2 separate regions of the Podarcis muralis genome follow, and region 2 is linked to region 1. The links are chromatin contacts, called in public Hi-C maps. All regions are on one chromosome and are shown on one strand. The core of a region is the stretch at or near the end of the contact, and the rest is flanking DNA. Distances in the headings are between cores, read along the strand shown.

Region 1 (4,023 bases), core at 756-3,255:
CCAGGCTGTAGAGCTGCTCACTCTCAACGCCTGCTTCCCTGTCTCTCTGCCCCACTTCAAAGCACCTTTCCCTGGGAGTCAGCCCAAGTCAGAGCCTGTGCATTTTCTCCCAAGAACAGCATTATGTTTGGGGAGATTCTGGAGAATATGCATTTTGGCAGCCATGAAATATTAAGATAGGTTCTTCCAGTGCAGTAGGCTAGATAGTGGCAATGCACCTCACGTCCAGCCACCTACCTTGGCCAGCCCCTCCTGCCGCCATCGGTGGCAGCAGATCTTCATTGCGGCTCACTTTCTTCTGGACTTTCAAGCGGGCAAGTTCGGCCTGCAGACGGGCACGATGCTTCAGGACCAGGACCTTGCCATGCCCGCCACCACGCAGGCCCTTGCCAAAGAGCAAGTCATACACCAACACCTGAAAAGGAAGGAGAGGGGCACCAGTGGGCGACAGCACGGGGTACTTGTTCTGGGCATGGGGGAGCCCAGGGGCTGGGGCTGCAACCGCCCCTCATGCTCACCTTCGCCAGGTGCGGCTGCAGCTTCTTCTCAGCACGGAGCAAGCCAGCAGCCTCCAGTATAGAGTCCAGCACAGGAGAATAGCGAAGGGTCTCCGAAACGAGGGCACAGAGCAGCCGGGGGTTCTAGAAGAGGAGCAGGGATCATTGTCGCTAATGGAGCAAAGACTATCAGTGTTTTACAGCTAAGTGGGCACTTTACTCCAATCTCCCCCCTGCTGTTGCTTCCAAGGTGCTTTGGACTACACCTCCCATCAGCCCCATGGCCATCCTTAGTCCCTGCTGGCTGGTACTGATGGGAAACACAGTCCAAAACACTTGAAAGGTGCCAACTTGGGGGGGGGCTGCTTTATTTGCTGCTATGAACACTTTGAGCACTTGATTTAGGTAACAAGCACTAACAGGGAATTCTATTTTTAAGTTTGGAAAGACACCCCCCCCTGCACACACCTGAAATAATAATTTGATGGACAGCTGGGCTCCACACTTTACCCCAGGGAACCCATGGCCTTCTGTATGTTGTTGGACTATAGCTCCTATCATCCCTTGCCACTGGATGCACAGGTTGATGGGAATTGGAGTCCAGCAACATCTGGAAGGCCTCAGGTGCCCCCCCCCCTTAACAGCTTAGCACAGCTTCGGCTTCAGCAGATCCCTCTCTTTTTCTATCATCTCTCTTGGCTATGAGTTCAAACTATAAAATCCCTGCAGCTCAGCTTTTTCTTATTTTATTGCTTTAATTCAAGGTGCCATTTGCCTTTTTTTAAAGCTTGCTGCTCTTTATCTGTTCAACTCACTTGAGCATTTAAAAAGACTGCCAGAAAAACCCTGGAGAGTCACTGCTGCCAGTGTAGACTAGAAAATACTGTGTTAGGTGCATCAATGAACACCTGGATAGCTGAGCTAATGGAGCATAGGATTCTTAATCTCAGGGTTGTGGGACTCTTATGGTCCCTTCTAACTCCAGGAATAGCCTGGCTTGATATAACAAAGTGGCTTTATATCCTCCTATAAAATACACCTGTTGGACCAGATCAAAGTTGGTCCATTCCCCTGCCTCATCAGGCTGCTTCCCCACAGTGGCCAATCTGATGCAGGGCCTGAGGGTGACGCCCCATTCTCTGACGTCATCCACTCGCTATTGACATCCCAAGATAGACAGCCCCCGCAGGTGGCGATTCCATTTGTACCATCGCAGTCGGCGGCAGCCTCCGACTCTGCCATAAATCTGCCTGACCCCGTTTTGTAGAGGCCCCTCCTTTCGCCAAGCTTGCCACTCCAATTTATGCAAATACATGCAAACACATGCAAATATTTGTTTCTACTCGCCTGGAATCGGCTCCCGTAGACCAGGGTCTTGAGGGCACCCTCCCGGCGCTCCAGTCCGGCCAGGACCGAGGCAGCCGCGCTGTACAAGCCGGGCCCCACGGCGGAGCCACTCTTCCGCCCGTGTTCCCGCATGGCGCCAAGCTCTGAACGCGCATGCGCCGGAAAAGGGAGCCGCGCATGCTCGCGGGTGGGTTAGCGGAGATCTCGTAGAGCTGCGAATGTTAGACGTTCGTTGCTCGACGAGTTTCCGGGTTCGGCGTGGCATTCTTCACAGCCGCCAGTGCTTCCCAAAAAAATCATCGGAGAGAAATCAAAGGCTTCAGCAGCACGCCGGCTTCAAGCTCCACATCCCAATGCAGAACGATACGCAGTGTAACGCAATGGCACGTGTCTTGAAATTATACTTGGAATAACGGGGCTCCATTGAGTTCAGTGGCTCTTACTCCCAGGGAAGTATGTGTAGGGCTGCAGCCTGAAAAGACTTGTACTGTATACCGCTTTCAGCCTCAAAAGGCTCAATAAGTGGCTCAATTATATAATCAGATTTCTTATCTGTGCCCCCGCCTTTACCATCAGGCCGCACATAGTTATAAGACAGAACCATAAAGCAAGAAAAGTGCAAAAACGATTATAAACAGTTCTTTTCTACATAGGTAGAACAATTGAGAACAATTCTGTGTATAAAAACTATTCCAACGGTGACAAAAAAAAAGTCTCAAATAAAACCAGGCACAGGACTTGAAATTCCCTGCTGACTTCCTAGGGAAGCAGGATAATCCAGGCAAAGTTGCAGCAGGCTGCCCCTCCCAAACAAGATTTTGGGGTTGAGCAACTGGAAGTCCCCCAGGCCCCTGCAGGAAGGAACTTGTCCCTTGGTGGGAATTGCTGACAGGGAGCAGCTCTCCTTAAGGTCCTCTGACCCCACTGCACACACATCTGTCAAAGGCAGAGCCGGTCCTGGCACAAGGCCTCCTTTCTAAGGGTCAGCACAACCAGGACCCTCAGCAGATAGCTGAGATGAAACTCTTTTTGAGGCAAGTTTCACCTTACCCAGGAGAGACAGAGACAGAGACCTAGCTAGCTCCCACCAAACAGGGACCAGCCTAACACCTCTTGCTCCCCCTCCCATTACTCTCTCATTTTCTTTTTGCAGTTTTGGTGGCCATCAAGGAAACTTGGGGTTCACTGAACCCCGAGAGGTCAGCAAGGCTGCTTTTGTACAACTTTATTTCTCTTCTCAGGAACATCAGCATTGGAGACTTCAAGTCTACCCTGCAACAATAAGGCTGGAAAAAAGTAATGTCTGAGCCAGAAGTCTTATCTGTTGCCAGTTAGTCGGTAAGCGTAGAGAAGTCTTTGGCGCCTGATGGACAAATAAATGAGTGCCAGGCGTGGCCAAGCCAGGGTGTGTGGGGAGGAGAACAAATGTTTTGCAAGGTGAACGTTCAAGGTAAATGTGCAGACGCATGAATGGGTGGATGTGCTGCTGACCTCTGATTTTTCACAGTAAGTTGTGTGGCTCAGAGTTCCCGCTTGGGGGACACATGGATTGATTTGAGAGGGTAGAAGTAGTTGACTATTTGCGGACAGGAGCATTTCCCCAAAAGGAAGGGTCTCTGAATCCCAAGCCTTGGCGTTTTCTAAGCCCTATGATTACGGGTGAAGGGCAGGTGAGCAAGGAAGGCGGAAAGCAAAAGGCAACTGAGCTGTGGAAGGTAAGGATACTCTTCTTGGTCAACACAGGTTGGCAGCAATGACTTGCCAGGGCTTCAGATGGGGCTGCTCCCTGTCCTACCTGGAGATGCCAATGGGGATTGAACCAGGGACAGGTACTCTGCCACTGAGCAAAGGTCAGATGGGAGTCATCAGAGACCAACCAACTCTGGAGGGCCACCACGGGTTCACCATCTCTGCACTTAAGGGGGTTACAGTTCCGCTGTCACTCTTGCTTCCTCAACATCTTTTAACTGTCCCTCTTCCACCACTGAAGAAAACACACACTATTCCCCTCTCAGCTCTGTAATGCCGTTCCCAAGCAAATTTGTTGCATCTCCTTAAAAGAGCCAGAGAGCCCTGTAGGCATTGCTGCCTGAAGGCTGGTGCCCCTGGGACTGTAGAGCACTTCTGATGTCTTCGAGCAAAGGAGCCAGGTGTTGATCTCCTGGTAAGTATGGAATGA
Region 2 (4,023 bases), core at 571-3,070, 200 kb after region 1:
TCGTAAGAATGCCAGTTCCATAGATTGAAGCAGTTGAGTGGGCATATATGACATAAGGCAATCTTGTTGGTAAACAGGTTCAGGGTTTTATATATGAACAGTAACACCTTGAACTTGGACCAGTAGCAGAATGGCAACCAATGCAGATCTCTAGGCACAGCTGCTCTAGGCCAACAAGACCTCACTCCTATCAGCAATCAAGCTGCAGCATTATACACTAACTGCAGCTTCTGAAACAAGCACAAGGGAAACCCCACATAGAGCACACATAGTTGCTGACACAACCGCTCAATATGCTTGACCTAACTCCCAGAATCCTTTGCTTTGGTCTCTTGTCATCTAGAGCATCTGAACTGACACAGCAATTCTGACTGCCTTGCGGAGGACAGTCAGACAAGGTGCGAGTGCTGCATACAAATAAGCCAACTTGAACCGCAGTACAAAAGGTAGGCAGAAAAGCAACACGATGGCATGAGATGTTGCGGTGAAGGTCCATCAGCTGAGCAGCCTGAAGAAACAGTAGCCCACTCACTTGCTGTGTTCTGGGTGCCGAGGTTGGTCAAGCTGATGAGCTGCTGTCCTGACTGGCTGAAAGGAAGGTGCAACTGCTGCAGCAGGAGGCTGGTGGAGGTCACGCGCTGGATCTGAACTCTGTAGAGGCAGAAAGCAATATCTGGAGCATGAGAAGAGTACAGAAAAGGGTTTGGGAAGGCTGAAAATCATGGTGCAGAGTGTAAGCCCTAAGCATGGAGTCAACTGCAGAGCCACTGCTGCCAGTCAGGGTAGTCCCTACTGAACTACATGGACTATTGGTCTGGCTTGGTATAGGGCAAAAATAGGCCCCTTTTTCAGACTCTTGAGGGCTGGACTTAATCTTTATGGGAAGGGCTTTGTGTGTCACACGTTCAATCCCCAACAGCATATCCAGATACAGCTAGGAAATCCTCTCAGCCTGAAAACCTCAGAGAGCTGCTGCCAGTCAGGGTTGACACTACTGGGCTAGATGGGCCATTGGTCTGACTCGGTATAAGACAGCTTCTCTTGTTCCCATGTTTCCTATTGTTCCTTATTATTGTTCCTTATTATTCCTATAAATAAGTCACTTTCTTCATAAAAATTACTCAAAGCAACTTAGAATCATGGGAGAATTATGTAGTCCAACCCCTGGCAAAATGCAGGAATCAACAAACACACAAATGCTTTGAGGCTTCCTCTTTTTTTAATGAAGCGGTATATAAACAAACAGTTAAAAGTGGGAGCAATGGCAATAAATTAATAGAAACTTAAAACAACCGCACCAATCAAAGCAGATCCTGCCCCAAATAAAAGAGGCCACAAATATTTTTTTTAAAAAATCCTTCAAACTAAGGGAAGCTTTTCTCCTGAGTTTGCTAGTTTTCAAGCTTGCAGAAGACTCTTTGGGGCAGGAAGATCTGCAAGTGGAGTGATGGGAGTGTTGTTCTCCCCCCCCCCTCCTAAAATGGGTATCGAGGATTATGGATTTGCTTGGAGTAGCTGATTGACAGGTGATACTGATTGATCACTGTGGGTGATACCGATTCATAGATCGGTTGGGGGGTTAGTTTAGCAGGGGAGAGAGGAAGGGGAGGGGCGAGGTTTTTTTGGGGGGGCGGTAAAATAGGGCAGAGACGGGGCGAGAATGTACCGACCTGACGCGCAAGTTGCTGATGGGGTCCCGGGAACGATATACTGCCCCGCCTGGGTCCTCGTTCCACACGGTCTCCGCCATGGTCTGAGGGGGTTTTGGAAAGGCTTCGGCATCTCCGTTAGGCCGCGTTTCCATGGGGACGGCAAGATGGCGCCGGCCACAGAGAAAGTAAAGAGTTCCTCTGCCTTTGCCAGATAGGACACTTCCGAGATCACATTAGAGAAACCAAAGGAGGAGTTTCTGTTTTTAAGATTCTTTTTGTGTGGAGCATTTAATTTTCTCTGAGTCCCCCAACTGTTTTTTTTTTTTTTTTTTAATTAACTCTGCCGGCACAGATGCCATTGCTAACCTTTGCAGGCTAGCAGGGAGTAGAGTACTTTGCAACAAGCCTGCAGTGTAGTCCATGACTGTCAACATTTTACGGTTGGGGGTCAGGCTGAGAATGATTTGCAAAAGCAATGGATTGTAGTCGATGGACCTCATTGGTTTACCCCCACTGCAGACTCGGGTGTGGGAGGGACTGTGAGCTGAGAGATTGACTTACAACAGTCCTGCGAGGTAGTCCAATGCTGATATTGCAGGCAAGCGGTTGAGCTGAGCCTGACCTGGTTTCTCAAACACCCACATATCTATATACAAAACGTGCCTCCCAGATTGCAGCAAAGAGCCATCTGCTTAAACTGCCCCATCCTTCACCCTTCCAGGCAGCCTGGTTGTACGTACTATGAAATATTTCAAAAGCACCCCAAAACTAAATGTTCACACTAATAGCAGATTTTTCAATGGACGTTGGATGGCCATTTGTCAAGGATTCTCTATGCATTGCAGGGGGTTGGACTAGATGGCCCTTGGCGTCCCTTCCAAATCTACAATTCTGACTCTTGAGCACCTTTACTGTGTTAAATAGGACTCCCTTCCCCCAGTTAGTTTAAGATGGCAGCCTAAAGTCAATTAATCATAGAAAATCCTATCAACTAATTAGATTAAATCTAATCTACATGGGGAGAAAGCATTTGTTTCTTGAGATGAAGTGAATTCCTGGTATTTTCTGTACCAGGTAAAAAACTTTTCCCCAGGCATTTGGCAGCATTCTGATTTTCCTGGACACGTTATGCTGCCAGCATTCTTTGCTGTTGTCTTACTAGGCTTGTTCTACAGATTTTTTGTATGTTTTTTAAAAAAATTTTTTTGTTAAATTTCAAGAAAATTTCCACATATACACTCCTAGACATAATTTTGTTTATGGTTTTGTCCACTTCCCATCCCGTTTTTCATGGTGATTTTGTTCTCTGCTCCTTTGTTGCACCCTGTCTTCCATCTCTTATGTCATTAACAATAAATATTACAGTAAGTTCTGATACCTTCTGTTGGTCATACTTCAATTCCTGCTCGCAAATGCATCAAACTCACATTTCTTTAAATAAGTCCAAAAAAGGCTTCTCCTTCCTCTCCACGACAGGAGGAGGAGCCAGCCACTGGCACCACACTGTGCTCGGCTCCGCGTTTTGCCTCTGTGCTTTTTGGACATTGAGGGCCCCAGCACCCAAGCCAAAAATATTCAGGGGACCCAAAAGGGCTCAGCCCCCAGGAACCCCAGGAGCATAGCAGTTGTGGCTAGTAACCATCAACAGCCCTCTCTTCCTCCATGATTTTGTCTAATCCTCTTTTAAAGCCATTCAACTTGATGGCCACCCCTGCCCCCTGAGGGAGAATGCTTCACATTTAATGTGTGCTGTGCGAACAAAACCCTGAACACTGCAACCTTTCCACAGTGCTATTCGATGGTCCAAAGGTTCTCCCGTCCCTGCTGTGTGTGGAGTAGTCTTAATCATCACAGTAGCCAATCCTGAGGACTGGGTGAGAGTTGTGCTGCCTGGGACTTTTAGTCTAAAACATTTGGAGGGCACAAGGTCGGCCATGGCTGTGCTGGGACTCTTCTCCTGCCCCTTTCCCCCACCTGCCAGGGCCTGGTCCATCTAGCAAAGGATCTCCAAGCCCAAGCCACTCACCGCCACTTCCCAACACACATACACACACACAAAGAGGGATTACTTCAAATAGTTTTAATTTTAAAAATATTCTCTTCAGTGCTAAAATATCTCTTTGCTTCCCTGCGTGGCTGGGCACTCCGCACCACAGCAGGGCCTCGATCGCAAACTCCATTCCGCATGCGGATCGCGACGGAGGGGACAGGTCTGCAGAGGCAGGAGGGGCCGTGGGGGTCAGTGGCAGCTGCTTCTGCCATAAGGGCTGCAGGGTCCCTTTGGTGCCCAGGGCGGCCTCCTTGACCCCCAAGGCCAGGCCAGCCCCGCTGGCAAGGGAGGGTGCCTTCTGGCCACCTGACCCCAGCCAAG

The links. A called contact is a pair of places that touch in the nucleus more often than the background predicts.
Region 2: a contact with region 1 is called in a Hi-C map of tail, with 4 times the contacts expected there. The contact joins the promoter of MKS1 here to the promoter of NSUN5 in region 1. A contact is called at or near these places in 2 of 3 Hi-C or Micro-C datasets (blood and tail).

Annotation. Positions count from the first base shown.
Region 1 is chr15:29,572,861-29,576,883 of rPodMur119.hap1.1, forward strand. NSUN5 (NOP2/Sun RNA methyltransferase 5) reads right to left here and starts at 2,006. Exons shown (of 10, transcript XM_028707800.2): 1 at 1,845-2,006; 2 at 519-641; 3 at 238-415. The coding sequence starts at 1,976. TRIM50 (tripartite motif containing 50) reads left to right here and starts at 2,900. Exons shown (of 6, transcript XM_028707799.2): 1 at 2,900-4,023.
Region 2 is chr15:29,768,597-29,772,619 of rPodMur119.hap1.1, forward strand. It overlaps MKS1 (MKS transition zone complex subunit 1), which reads right to left and starts at 1,821. Exons shown (of 18, transcript XM_028708409.2): 1 at 1,671-1,821; 2 at 533-651. The coding sequence starts at 1,804. It overlaps BCL7B (BAF chromatin remodeling complex subunit BCL7B), which reads right to left. Exons shown (of 6, transcript XM_028708414.2): 6 at 3,718-4,023.